Linked DNA regions of Mus musculus: region 1 is linked to region 2. The links are chromatin contacts, called in public Hi-C maps. All regions are on one chromosome and are shown on one strand. Each heading gives the region's core, a stretch centred on a gene start, on an enhancer-like site or on the middle of the called end of the contact. The rest is flanking DNA. Distances are from core to core; before and after follow the strand shown. Region 1 overlaps Vrk2 (vaccinia related kinase 2). Region 2 overlaps 5730522E02Rik (RIKEN cDNA 5730522E02 gene).

Evidence for each region. Hi-C and Micro-C count contacts between places; a contact is called where the count stands out from the background.
Region 1: a contact with region 2 is called in a Hi-C map of cortical neurons, with 4 times the contacts expected there. The contact joins two enhancer-like sites. A contact is called at or near these places in 5 of 484 Hi-C or Micro-C datasets (the HPC-7 cell line, cerebral cortex, cochlea and 2 more).

What each region holds. Positions count from the first base shown.
Region 1 is chr11:26,485,519-26,491,680 of GRCm38.p6, forward strand. It overlaps Vrk2 (vaccinia related kinase 2), which reads right to left. Exons shown (of 13, transcript NM_027260.3): 9 at 4,255-4,375; 10 at 1,442-1,500. Among named protein-coding and RNA genes, the nearest start is that of Fancl, 100 kb to the left of the region's middle. RefSeq lists an enhancer at 3,570-6,162. Within about 2 kb of position 4,758, at least 52 of the 459 cell types and tissues checked have an H3K27ac peak or open chromatin away from gene starts, as enhancers often do. A contact at or near this core is called in cortical neurons, where this site is marked.
Region 2 is chr11:25,861,189-25,867,284 of GRCm38.p6, forward strand. The region is part of intron 2 of 5730522E02Rik (RIKEN cDNA 5730522E02 gene); the gene reads right to left. Among named protein-coding and RNA genes, the nearest start is that of Gm51856, 81 kb to the left of the region's middle. Within about 2 kb of position 1,768, at least 18 of the 459 cell types and tissues checked have an H3K27ac peak or open chromatin away from gene starts, as enhancers often do. A contact at or near this core is called in cortical neurons, where this site is marked.

The sequences.
Region 1 (6,162 bases), core at 3,508-6,007, 630 kb after region 2:
ACACATATATATATATATGAATGCATGTTTTGCAAATCAGCTTATCTTCAAGATTGTGTCTGTTCTACGTTCTCCAAAGAAAATGTCCTATTAAACATTTTGTGCTCTAAACACTGAAATCTGTTTTATCATTACTAGCACAGAGAAAGTTCATGTGTGTGAAAATGAGGAATCTGGTGTGACCCAGCACTAGATTTTCCATTTGACTAAAATGCTCACATATATCTATATAATGACAGAAATATAATGGGACATAGACTGGATCACAAGAATCCACATTATACAATCAGGCATCCAAGACTTCTTTTCTAGATCTGAGCCAAAAGGACAAGTTAATGGAGGCATATAATTTTAAAAGGAAATGATATCTCTGATCCATCATGCTCTGTCTTGCTAAGGAAATATACTCTCTGACATGTTAAGAAGGCTAGTCAAAGGAGAATAATGTCAGTTTAAGCAAGTTCTTTAATGTGGTTACAGAATAAAGCAAACAACAAAACTTTTTCAGCTTGTCCCTTCTGCTATAAGAAAAATATCACAGAAAGAGGAAGCCTGGCACAAAGACACTCAAGGGGACTTAGGAAATGGATGTGGGAACAGGCCTGGGTTGATTTCTTTGGTCCATAGGTGAAGCTGGGCTGTGAATGCAGGGCTGAGATGACATTTCCACTGTTCTCCTCACACTTGTGCAGACTTCACTACAGAGCGGTGTACACACGCTCTCACACAAGTCAGCTAAAGGCTGAGATTAAGATTCACTCTGCTAAGCTGCCCTAGTAGAGGAGAAGTCAGATGGCCAAGTGAACTCACTCTTTTCTATATGACAAGTAGCTTCATGATCAAATCACTGCATGGGTCACAGATGTGTATAAAAATGACAGGACTGGGAACCAGGTCTGTTTACCATTCCTACCAATAATGATGCCAAAGAACTTAGAAAAAGTCCTTTGCAAACTTGAAGGAAAAAAAAAATGATTGTAACAGTGTATGCTACATGCCCAAATCAGGTGATTTTCTTATCTAAAAAGTTTTGTTTGCTGATCGGTATAATGTGACCCAGGTGTAAACAGCATTTAGGCATGTAATGATTAAGTTCTTCAAATATATTGACTCAAAATAGTCTTTTTAGAGGTTGATTTTTATCTCTGTTCAAAAATATCTTAATCCTAAAAATACCAGTTGCTATTGAATAACCTGTGAATGATTCTCAAAATATAAAAGTAAAACTCTAAAAAACAAAGAACCCATAAGAGCTGGGCAGTTCCTGGAGCACCACCGTTTTGGTTCTAAAGTCAAAGATGACTTAAACATCGTTTTTAGCAAACTCTCTGTGATCCCGAAGCTTTAAGTGTCTGGGAATGGGAGTGGGTAATGGTGAACACCCACAGAGCAGCTACCGTGAAGACTCATGGATCAAGAAAGGTTTTATGGTCCAACTTACTGCAACTGCTTCCAGAAGGAGCCCACTTAAGCACCGACTCTGGGAGTTCATCCAGCAGGCTAAACAGAAAACAGACAGCACATGGTGAGTGTCTTCAGCCCAGGCTCCCTGTTTCAGGTAGAACATAAAACTCTGATTCTGTGTTGATAGGACACAATTGTGCCCTTTTTGTACCCAACTGTAGTGGATAGGAGGATTAGCAAAGTGGGAGAGGGCATTCCTTAGTTCTTATTGGTCAGTTTTACAGTTGTAACTACCTAGAGGCCTTAACTCAAATTGTACACAATTGAGGACTGTAGAATGTTTGCTATGATGTTTCCTAAAGAAGAATAGAAAATACATAAAAAGCTAGGTGTAGTTGGGGAAATCTTTTATTCCTCTTATATTTAAAGGTGTGTGGGTCTCTGTGGATGCTATGGCAGGCAGCAAAAGTGATGAGAATGGAAACTTGGTTCAGACTGACTTTTTCAACCTGGATCAAAACTTCAAAGAGTCTGCCAGGGATATATTGTCAGCACATCTAAACATAGTAGAATTTGGGGAAAAGCTTTCTAGGCAATGATCATTTCAACTCTAGGTGCAGAGTAAATCTCAGGGTGGGACTACCTAGAAACTCTTTGAAAAGTATATGTGAATCTGAAGGTGGGGTGTATAGCTAAAAGGACTAGAATCTTGTATCTTCTCTGAGATAACATTGACATCAGTATGCCATAAAATTCATGTGACATCCCCTAAGGATTCTACCAACTGGGAACCAACAGATCAAGGTCTAGGGAGAGAGAGCCTGGGATAAATATTCTGCGGCCTTTGGGGGAGGTTTGCTTCCCCCAGGAAATGTCAGCAATGTAAGCAAATGTTAGCAGGTTTCTGGGTGGGAAAATAGACATTTGATTTCCTCCACAGAGGAGAGGCCACTCTGTCTCATCATTTCTGGTCTCCCTAGTGAACTGTGGGCACGAATGCCTTGGTGTCTCTGTGGAGTCATTTTCCTGATGTATCGATTACTGAAAAGGGGTGATTTTTAGTTCTCGGTGTGCATTTGCCCTGTCCAGGCAAGAGTTTATATAACCAAATGGTTAAATAAGTTAAGAAGAAATATCAATACAACAAACACCTGGTAAATGCTTTCCAGTTGGGGCTAAATATCACTTTCTTAATTTACTGTAGCAAAAATATATAAAGCCTCAACTAAAATTATAAATAAAGTGAATGATTCACAGAGAAACACAAGTGGAAAAGCACATGGTGATCTTAAGTGACTCATGACAGCAGAAACAGAGGGACACAGAGCTGTGGCCAAACCTGCCATCCTGCCTCACATTATACCTTCACAGGCGAAGAAAGGAGCACTTATTACATAGGAAATCGAAAGATTTTTAAATTTTGATACATAATATATTAGTATTTGGATTTGTATTGTTAATCAAATAAAGATGAAGACAATATATGTAAAGTCAAGATAATATTTCACTTATTAAAACCCTATTTTATGTAGTACCCTTTTACTATACATGAATACATGTGGACATATTATTCACTAGTTAATAAAATGTTATCCTCTATATACATGCTGATACAAGACTAAAACAAACCATTTATTAGTCTTATAAAAGAAAGCCTGCCAGGGATTGTTAGGTTAAAATCCTGGCCTTTAACTAAAGTACACTACGTAAATTAGCTAAGCTGAGCTCACAAAGTGTATACAAGAACTGCTTATAGGAGTGTTGATGTCCATGCATTCACTGTGCTGCAGTGTGGAGGGTGCCAGTTATAAGAGGACGGAAATGAACAGAACTCGTCAGAGTCTCAACTTGCACAAATGTGTCAGGGACTAGGGTGTTCAAGATTTCAAGCACAAGAACTGTACATGTCAGTTTGTAGAGATCTGTCATTTCTAGCCTTTAGTCCAAACCTTCTGTCTTGGGCACAGATCCTACAGTGAATCTAAGTGTGGTGGCTGCATCTCTAATCCAAGCACTTGCGAGGCTGAGAAGGGAATCATGAGGTTGAAGCCATCATGGGCTACAGAGTAAGACCCAGTCCAAAACAACATTTACATCTGAAGATTGACTTATCTGGCTGAGCTGCCCTTGGTGTCTATTTTTATTATATGTTTTCCTAAAACTCCAGTGCACAGCAATCTCTCCATAGATAACTATTTCAGTTTACCTTAGAATGTGAGGAAAAGCTGCCCACTCTGTACCTTGGACCAGCTGACCAGTGAGAGACTTGTAAAACGCACTTTGTTCTAAAACTGACCTCCTTGTGCTAACAGCATCAAGGTAATAAACTTTGAATGTAGTCTATATTTGTAAGATTTATGTGGCTGCAAGTATGTTTCATATAAACAGCTCATGTAAAAGTTTTCTTTGTTTCTACTTCAAAAAAGAAAAAAGATATGCTTTTGGAGACAGGAGTATGAGGTATGCTGTTCTCCCCTGAGAAACACAAGCCCCCTCTCCCACCTCACCCTGCTCCTCTGCACAGTAGATACCGATCACACCAAAACCAGACTGCTTCCATACCCAGGCCCACACTAATTTACAAACAGTCCATCTTGTACACACCACCATAGGATCTAAGTGCCAGAAAACAGCTTGTCTGGAAACTGATGTTTTATTTTACATCTGCACTGTAAAATTATCAAGTACAGATATTTTTATGTCTTCGTGATTCTGGTTTTTAAAAAGTATTTTTCAAGCTGACGACATTAGTTTATTTTCACTGGTGCCAAGGGGCCATTCTCTCTGTCTTTTCTAGTCCCTGCTGTCGGTCCTACTGCATAAAGGGGCAGGGGGTTGGAGAATACCTACTTGGTTTTAGCAGTCTGGACAGCCACAGGGTCGTCCAGCTTTGCTTCCCAAGGAAGCTTCCCGAAGAGCCAGTGCAGCATGCAGTAACCAAGGATTTCAACATCACTCCTCCTGGACGGGGCTGCAGAAAGGGGAGGATGAGAAAGCTCGTGAGAAATAGAGAAATCTTTGAGTGAGCTCCCATTGACGAAATATGCAAAGGCCAAATGGGTAGAGCGTCATGTTTACTCAGCTGGAGTAACATTAACTGTCTGGGTCTCTGGCCTCGGTCCACAGACAGGCAGCGACTGGCTGCTGAAGTAAGGGTCAGTTTCTTCACCTCCTCCAACTTCATCTTTCCTTAGTCTAGCCTGTCATATGAACTTGATCCCATGGCCTCTGACATGATCCAGACAACCCATAACCCGGCACCAACACTTTCTCAAAGAGCCAAGCAGTAAAACAAAGAAATAAATGTCTGCAGCTAAATTGCTAACACATGTTCAAGGAAGTCCATGGGGTTTGCCGCGGTCACGCAGAGACCCTCTGAGTGCAGACTAAACACTGAAGGTCTTTCCTATTCTGTCACACCAGTGGTTGCACTTGAAGCCAGAAGAATATGACAAAACTGCCATCTAGTGTGCAGTCTTTAAAACCAGGCCCAAGAAGATGCAGTTCTGTGGAAGAACCACAACCATGGGCACACAGCTCCCAAGTGCTTCCCATATCTTCAGATACGAGAAGCTCTGCACAAAACTACTAGTCTTAAATCTGAAAGCCAGAGGTGAGGCAAGCATGAGGGGAATGTGGTCCAGAGGTATGGTGGAGAAGGAAGTTCTGAAGTAAAATAGAGACTTATTGTAAGATGGCTTTTATTAAAACATAGTAAAAGAACATGATCAGATCCCAGTAAATATCATAATTAACAAACTCTTAAATACTGTGGACTAATTTCATCTCATTTTGACATATTTTTTTTTCTCAAGTACCTTATATCAAAAGGCAGTGAGAACTAAGACTTGTTAAATTCAACTGACGCTTGGTAATAAGTCATTGAATTAATGACTAACACGCCTATAAAATAAAGTCATTTTATCAGCATTCCAAGCTGTTATAAAAACAATAAGGTGGTATTTATATTTATTCTACTACTTGAATGTTCATCTGTGCAGGGATATATAATATCCTGAGCAATATGTGGCTGTTAAAGCTGTTGTAAACAGGTATTCCATTTCATTGTCCTTAATGAAGTAAACTCTAAAAAGTCACTGAGTGAACTAGGTCTTTAATTTATAGAAGCATCTACTAAGAACAATTGTGCCACCACATGTGTAGCTACTCTAGGTCACCATACATAGTTTTAAAGGTGCTATATGTTGTAGCTACTCTGATTGTTATAAAAGCACAGCATATGGTTACCCTTACACATTCTCATCTTAACTGCTATTTGAGTACTGAGTTATTAAAGGACCTTCAATCCAGTAGAAGGCCAGGCCCATGGGTGCTGTATGTTTTGTGGTTGGACTTCAATATTTCTTAATGCAGGATTTGGCTCTAGTATTAAAATAGAAACACAATCTCTACCATGCTGTTATGCAATGATTTCTTCTGTGAAAAAATCTCCCATTAATAGAATGGCTCCATTTGTACAGATGTGTGCACAAGTTCTTTTTCTATTACAGGAATTCCTAATCACAACCTTTACTGCTCAAAAAGGATATTCTGACACACGTTTGCGAGATACTGGCTACACACAAGAGGAGAGAAAAACAAACCAATGTGAATGAATGAATGTGGAATGAAACTTCCCAGGAACTCTAGCTACCTCCAGCTGAGGGACACAGCTGAAATCAATATTTCATAAACTGGTCTTCATGTAAAATAGGCCTTTGAGAGCCAAGTTCACTTCACTATTATAGTTCAGTCTTA
Region 2 (6,096 bases), core at 518-3,017:
GTCTACTTCCTTAAGATACTAGTCACAATTTAAATTGTAACAAAATTTGCCTTTTATCTTTCCAGTCTACATAGAAAACTCTCAGTCTGATGCTCTCTATGGATTGGGAGTGGTTATCACCACTGGAATTCTATACTACTTGGAAACAATCCAGCAGTCAAATGATTTAATTCCAACATTCCCTAAAATATAACATAATTGGTGTCGTGTATCCAAACGAATCACTGTGACGAAAATTCCCAATGCCCTTTCCCTATAAAACATGTTATAAAATAAACAATCCAAATGTTACATCACCTACCATCCTAACTCCTAGAAAATGATTCACCTTTTCACTCCAAGATGCACTCTGGTTCCCATACATAAGCATACATACATTTTACTGAAAGCTGCACAACTCATTTCCCTCTTAGAATCCCAGGTCAAGTATTCTCCGTTGTGACTGAATGCTCTTTAAAAACACATCTTTCAATAAATAAAGATTTTTTTTTTGTCAAAGAAGTATTACCATAATTTTGTTTTCAGAAAAGAGGTTTTTAATCCTCTGATACAAAAATAAAGACGTGTAGGCCAGAGGATTGTTTTTGAAAGCTAGCATCTTTTGCATGAATGACATTACCCCTGATGCTCCACACCTCTTTCTTGACAATGAGCTGCAGGTCCTACTTGGAAGACAAAAAGTTTCTTTCATTCATATTTTCAAACTACAAGAGAACCTAACCAATCAAAAAGTACAGGAGTTATATCTGTGCTTATTCACACTTGAGGGACAGGCTTCCACTGAAGAAATGGTTCTCTGTCAAGAGAATTATTTATAAATCCCAAATTTTTCTTTCCGGAACTGCTCTCCAGGAGACTGAAGCAGTCCAGGAGCCAGGACCTTTTGTAGGCAGGTTTTGTAGCTAAATAAAAAATACATAGAAAACATCTCACAAAAATGGACCAAATCGATAAAGCAAATAAGTGCTTCTCTTCAGCACCCAGCAGGTAAGACTTATTTTCCCACCATTCGAAAGTAAATCAGCAATCTATCTTGAAAAATAAAAAGAATATTTCATCACAAATTGACTGCGTTTAATAAAATTCAAGCTCTCTTGCGCAGACAGAGAAAAATTGAAATCAATAGTCAAATTCCCCATCTCCTTTTCAATGAGAGAAACTAGCACATAACTTTATTGTTGCCCTACGAATTACCCCGTGGCTCTTTGGGTTGTGTCAAGAACCCTGCCAGTTTTTCACTGTTAAGGTAAGGATAGGAGACAAAGCTCGGAGAAGAAATCAACAAGCAACTGTCTCCTTTGGCAAACAGATGGATTGAAAAATAATAATTTCTTTGTTAAGAATGCAGTCAGGATGCCAGTCCTTGACATGCATTGTTGGGAAGCCTATTATCACTTTTTCTAATATCGGGTGATTCTTCTAAAATAGATTTTTGTTGCAATTTCTCTAAAACAGCATGATGCAATGCTGAATTGGTTAAAGAAAATAGGAAGGAAGGAAAGAGAGAATGGTAGAGAGGTTGCAGAGGAAGGAGGGAGGGGAATTTAATATGGTACTTTATCCACCATCATGGGGTGCTGTAACGTTAGCGCCATGATGGAAGCAGGGGTAAACACAAGCTGTGGATGACGTTTGCTGATTCCTCCCGTTCCACCATGCTGATGGGTCTGCCAGCTTCTTGAGGAGAAGGTATTCTGCCCCAGAAGGCCAGGGTTTCCTGGCCTTTGCTGCTGTTGGAAACTGTACTCGTGGAAAGGTCCGAGGGCAAAATCCGTGGCTCTTCGGTGCCCCCTTGTGTCCAACTTGGCACCAGCATGAACTACACCAAGTTACGCAGAAAGTGAGAGTGGGGATTTCTTCCCAGAAGAATACAGGGAGGGGTTGGGAAGAATTGACATGCTCTGCGTCTACATTCGTGAAAAGAGCCATTGTTGCTAGGCAAGGAGGGACTTCCATGCCTTTTATTTTTCTCATGGATCCTTGGATGCTCCCACCAGAATGCCTTGGGACATACCAGTGTAAATGGTTGCACCTAGATCCATCTCCACACTAGAAAAATCTCTTAGTACTGATAAATTATATTCTTACTATCAATATTTATAATTGGGGACGTAGTTAATGCCTTTTTGATAAGTCATTGCCTAGTACCAAATATCTTTAAAATGTCTTTTTTTTTAACACATTTTCACGACACAATTTTATTCTGCCTATCATTACTCTTTTTCTCTGCATGCAAAATGACTCTGGAAAATTGGGTCACCAATGGATGAAAGAATGGAACTATATTTATCAGCTCTATTCCTCCTCACCGACACACACCTCAAAGCATCAAAAGCCAGATGTACACGTGTGATACAGCTTGGAAAGTTTTCAAATTTGATGTTGGGTTGAGGGCAAAGGACAGTTTCGCCATAAATACCAATTTGCTTCTGATGGTTCTCTCTGCAGATGGTTGATCTGAAGCTCCAGAACTGAATGGCAGTTCTGTCTGCACAGATTACCTAGAAACCATCTACCCGTTCTCAACAGATTTATTCACACAGTTCCAAAGACATTCTATGTGGAGGAAATGGGCTTTCTTTGAAGGGGACAACTGGTAAAGATTCCAAACTTATAATGTATCAAATGATGGGAAGCAAAGGAGCCAGTGATAAACCAGAGAAATAAAAGGCAGAGTAAACAAGCAGCGGAGAGCACAAACACGTGAATGAGAACAGAAAGAGGAGAGAGGAAAAGAGACAGAGAGAGAAAGAAAGACAGAGACAGGGATATAGCAAGTCAGACCCTGGGTCATGGAAAGAGCATACTTTCTGTCCTGGATGGGCAAAGAGTACAGTTTGGGCTCCTGTTTTGCTTTTTTTTTTCCCCCTGGAAATAGCTAGAAATTCTCATAAAGGTGAAAATGTTCCACTTACAGCTAGCTGCCTTTCCAATCTTGTAACACAATGGGTCTCAGGGATGATGTGTGCTGACTGCAAAGGCCAGTCAGTGAAACATCCTCATTGTCAGTCCGACCCAGTCAACTCGAGTAGCTTTCTCAGTAGGTTGAGGAAGGAGACTCTTTGGTGGCCTGTGTGGGTGTATTATTAAATAGTACTTTCATTGAGCATCCTAACCAAGATGCCATGGGTTGAGGAAAATATAATGGGCTTTGGTTCTTCTTTCTCAGTCACACTTCTAACATATCTTGCAGCAGGTTGTTGCTTTGTGCCTTCATATGCCCTGCTATGCCAATAGTCTCATAACTCATTCTATTTACATCTGCATTTGGTATCAATAGTACATTTCATTGGTATATGTCTTGTTTGATCAGAATGGACTGTATTTTTGATTTTTGTACACGTTCTTTATCTATCTAATGACATATATATATATTTCTGAGGAAGAAGAGCTGTAAGGCTCATCCTATAATTGCAAAAGGATACTATCTTCTTGTCATTTGCCACAGTACTGCTCATCCCATGGTTTTTTACGTTCCACTGACAGGCCTGAGCTCAGAATACTTGGAAGCTAAGGTTGACATAAGTCATGTGTTTTTACCACTAAAACACAAGGTTTATAAGTGAGTTACATTCCTACACTTAGAAGTGAGAGGCTTCACAGTCATATACAGAGTACAAACAAGGTAGGCTGCAGCACATATCTTCATCTGTGAAGATGGAACACACAGTTGCAGAGACATTTGCCTCTTTGCTCTCAGGACCTAGGACTCAGGCCTGGCACCTTGATACATCCAAAGATAGCCACCAGAAGAATTAGACCATCTCTTCTTACAGAGGGTGCTTTTAGCCTGAGGTTTCCCTGGGCAATAGAAGGTGGCCTTTGGAAACCTAAAGCCTATGTGAAATGAGACAAGAAATCCTGACGAAAAAGCAAAATAAAATAAAACAAATAAAAAAATAAAATGCTTGCTTTGTGCTTTCATATGCCCTGCCATCCCAATAGTCTCATAACTTATTCTATTATTTTACCTGACCTTTAATATAAAGCATCTTTTGAAAGGCTAAAGATTATCATTTTAATGGTCATCTTACCTAAACTACCAATCCCAATGCAAATATTATTACTTCCTATATTACTATGTTTTCCTCCACACCAGGTACTATTGGTGGAATCATACTACACTTGTATAGTTTCTATCTGGTAATCTCTTCCAGTAAAACATAGGCTCCATGATAGCTTTGAACACTATGGTCTCCAGAGGAATAGATGCATAGCAAGTCCTCAGTGAATACTAGTAAAATGGCGGATGCATGAACTCTGAATACTTACAACTCTCCATATGTTACCTTATACCTTTACCACAATCATAATCCAGGTGTGGTAGTGCACATCAGTAATTTCATCAACAACACCAATACCAGCACTATAAGCTTCAACACCAGCACCCTAAATATCGATACTAGTACCAGCACCATCAACACCAGAACCAGCATCTTCTGTACTATAACACCAGTACCATTAGCACCATCAATATCACCAACACTATCATAGCAGCACCACCAGCACCAGTACCAGCAGCACGGCCAACACCATCAGCAGCACCAGCAGCAGCAGCACCAGCACTCTCAGTACCAGTAGCATCAGCAGCACCCCCAGCACCATCATCACTATACATGAAAGAACTAGAGAACCTCTGCTTCAACTAATAGTATTTTGCTTACTTATGTATGCATCTGAATACTTTGACGTATGCTTCCTGTACTCTAACAGGAATCCAAGCCACCTAGGGAGGTAGTTAAAAGTCAGATCACTGGGTTCCACCTTTATCTACAGTTTCTGACTCAGTAAGTGTCTAAGAATCTGCATTTCTAACAATCTTCCAGATGATGTTGGTGCTGTTGATTTACAGACCACACTAAACATCACTTTTTTCTCTAAATCTTGCAGTCGTGGTTGTTTAGCATGTTAAGCAGGGATGGTTGTTAAGTGTTTTTGAGAAATTAAAACACAGACATGTTATAGAATGTAATGTAAACTTTCGATGCATTTTTAAAACAGAAAGTGATGGCTTGCTGGCTGTGGTTGATTCATTATGCACTAAGGGTTGCAATCTCATTAAAGAGGCCTTGAGTGCAACTGGGTGAAGAGGCCTGACAGAGACCATGTACGGGTTGGAATGGAGTCTCACATTCACTACTTGTTGTACAGTGCAGTGAATTTCTCTTTAGGACACTGAGAGGAAATACTGAGAACTGATCCAAAATGGGAAGACCCTCCATTTGGCCAGCAACAGCTTTAAGATGGTCAGAGGAAGCACAGTTCAACTTGGCAGTTAGTGGCAGACTTCCAGGGCGCTTTCTTGCCAGAACTCACCACAGAGAGGGATAGTAATGCCATGCCATCTGTTATCTGGGTCAGCCATCTGGGTGGCCTATTACTTTTAAATTGTCCTCTTGGGACTTGAGTCTCATTTTTCTCCTTCACCTCCAAAAAGAAGGGAATTGAGCCATGAGTTCTGGTTTAAGGAATCCAGTTCTGCTTTATCCTTGTAATACTAGCACTCCCAAGACTATGACAGGACAAAGGGAAACCTAAACTAATCTGGGTTACATATGAAGCTGAAGGCCAACCTGGTTCATATGAGATCCCATTTCAAGTGCTATTAATATTTAAAAGTTATTTAATGTGTTTCTTTAAAAAACAAACAAACAAACAAACAAACAAAAAACCCAAAACATGTCCTACATAGCTCATATCTCTGCTTTTCACACTTTAGTGCTGATCACTGTAGCAAACTGACCCAGAGCAAGCTTGGAGCAAATCAAAGACAGGAAGCATTTTTCTAATTGCAAACTATGGAGAACGTGATTTATATTTTTATGTTTATTTTTACAATTTATGTGTTCCTAAGAGTGCACCCAGCACATACTGTGCTAGCCTGCTTGACGGTTCAAACAATGGAAGACTTCTGTGATGAGTATTCACAGGTTCCTTTTCATTAGCTGTCAGGCCAAGGGACCACCTCCATTTATATAATATTTTTGTCCTCTTCCTCCAAATAAAAGAAAAGCAAGGCACGTCTCTCAGAGAAAGATGCCCACTGATTCCTTCCCTCTGTCCTACAGCACTACTCAGGAAGAGTTATTTCAGGCT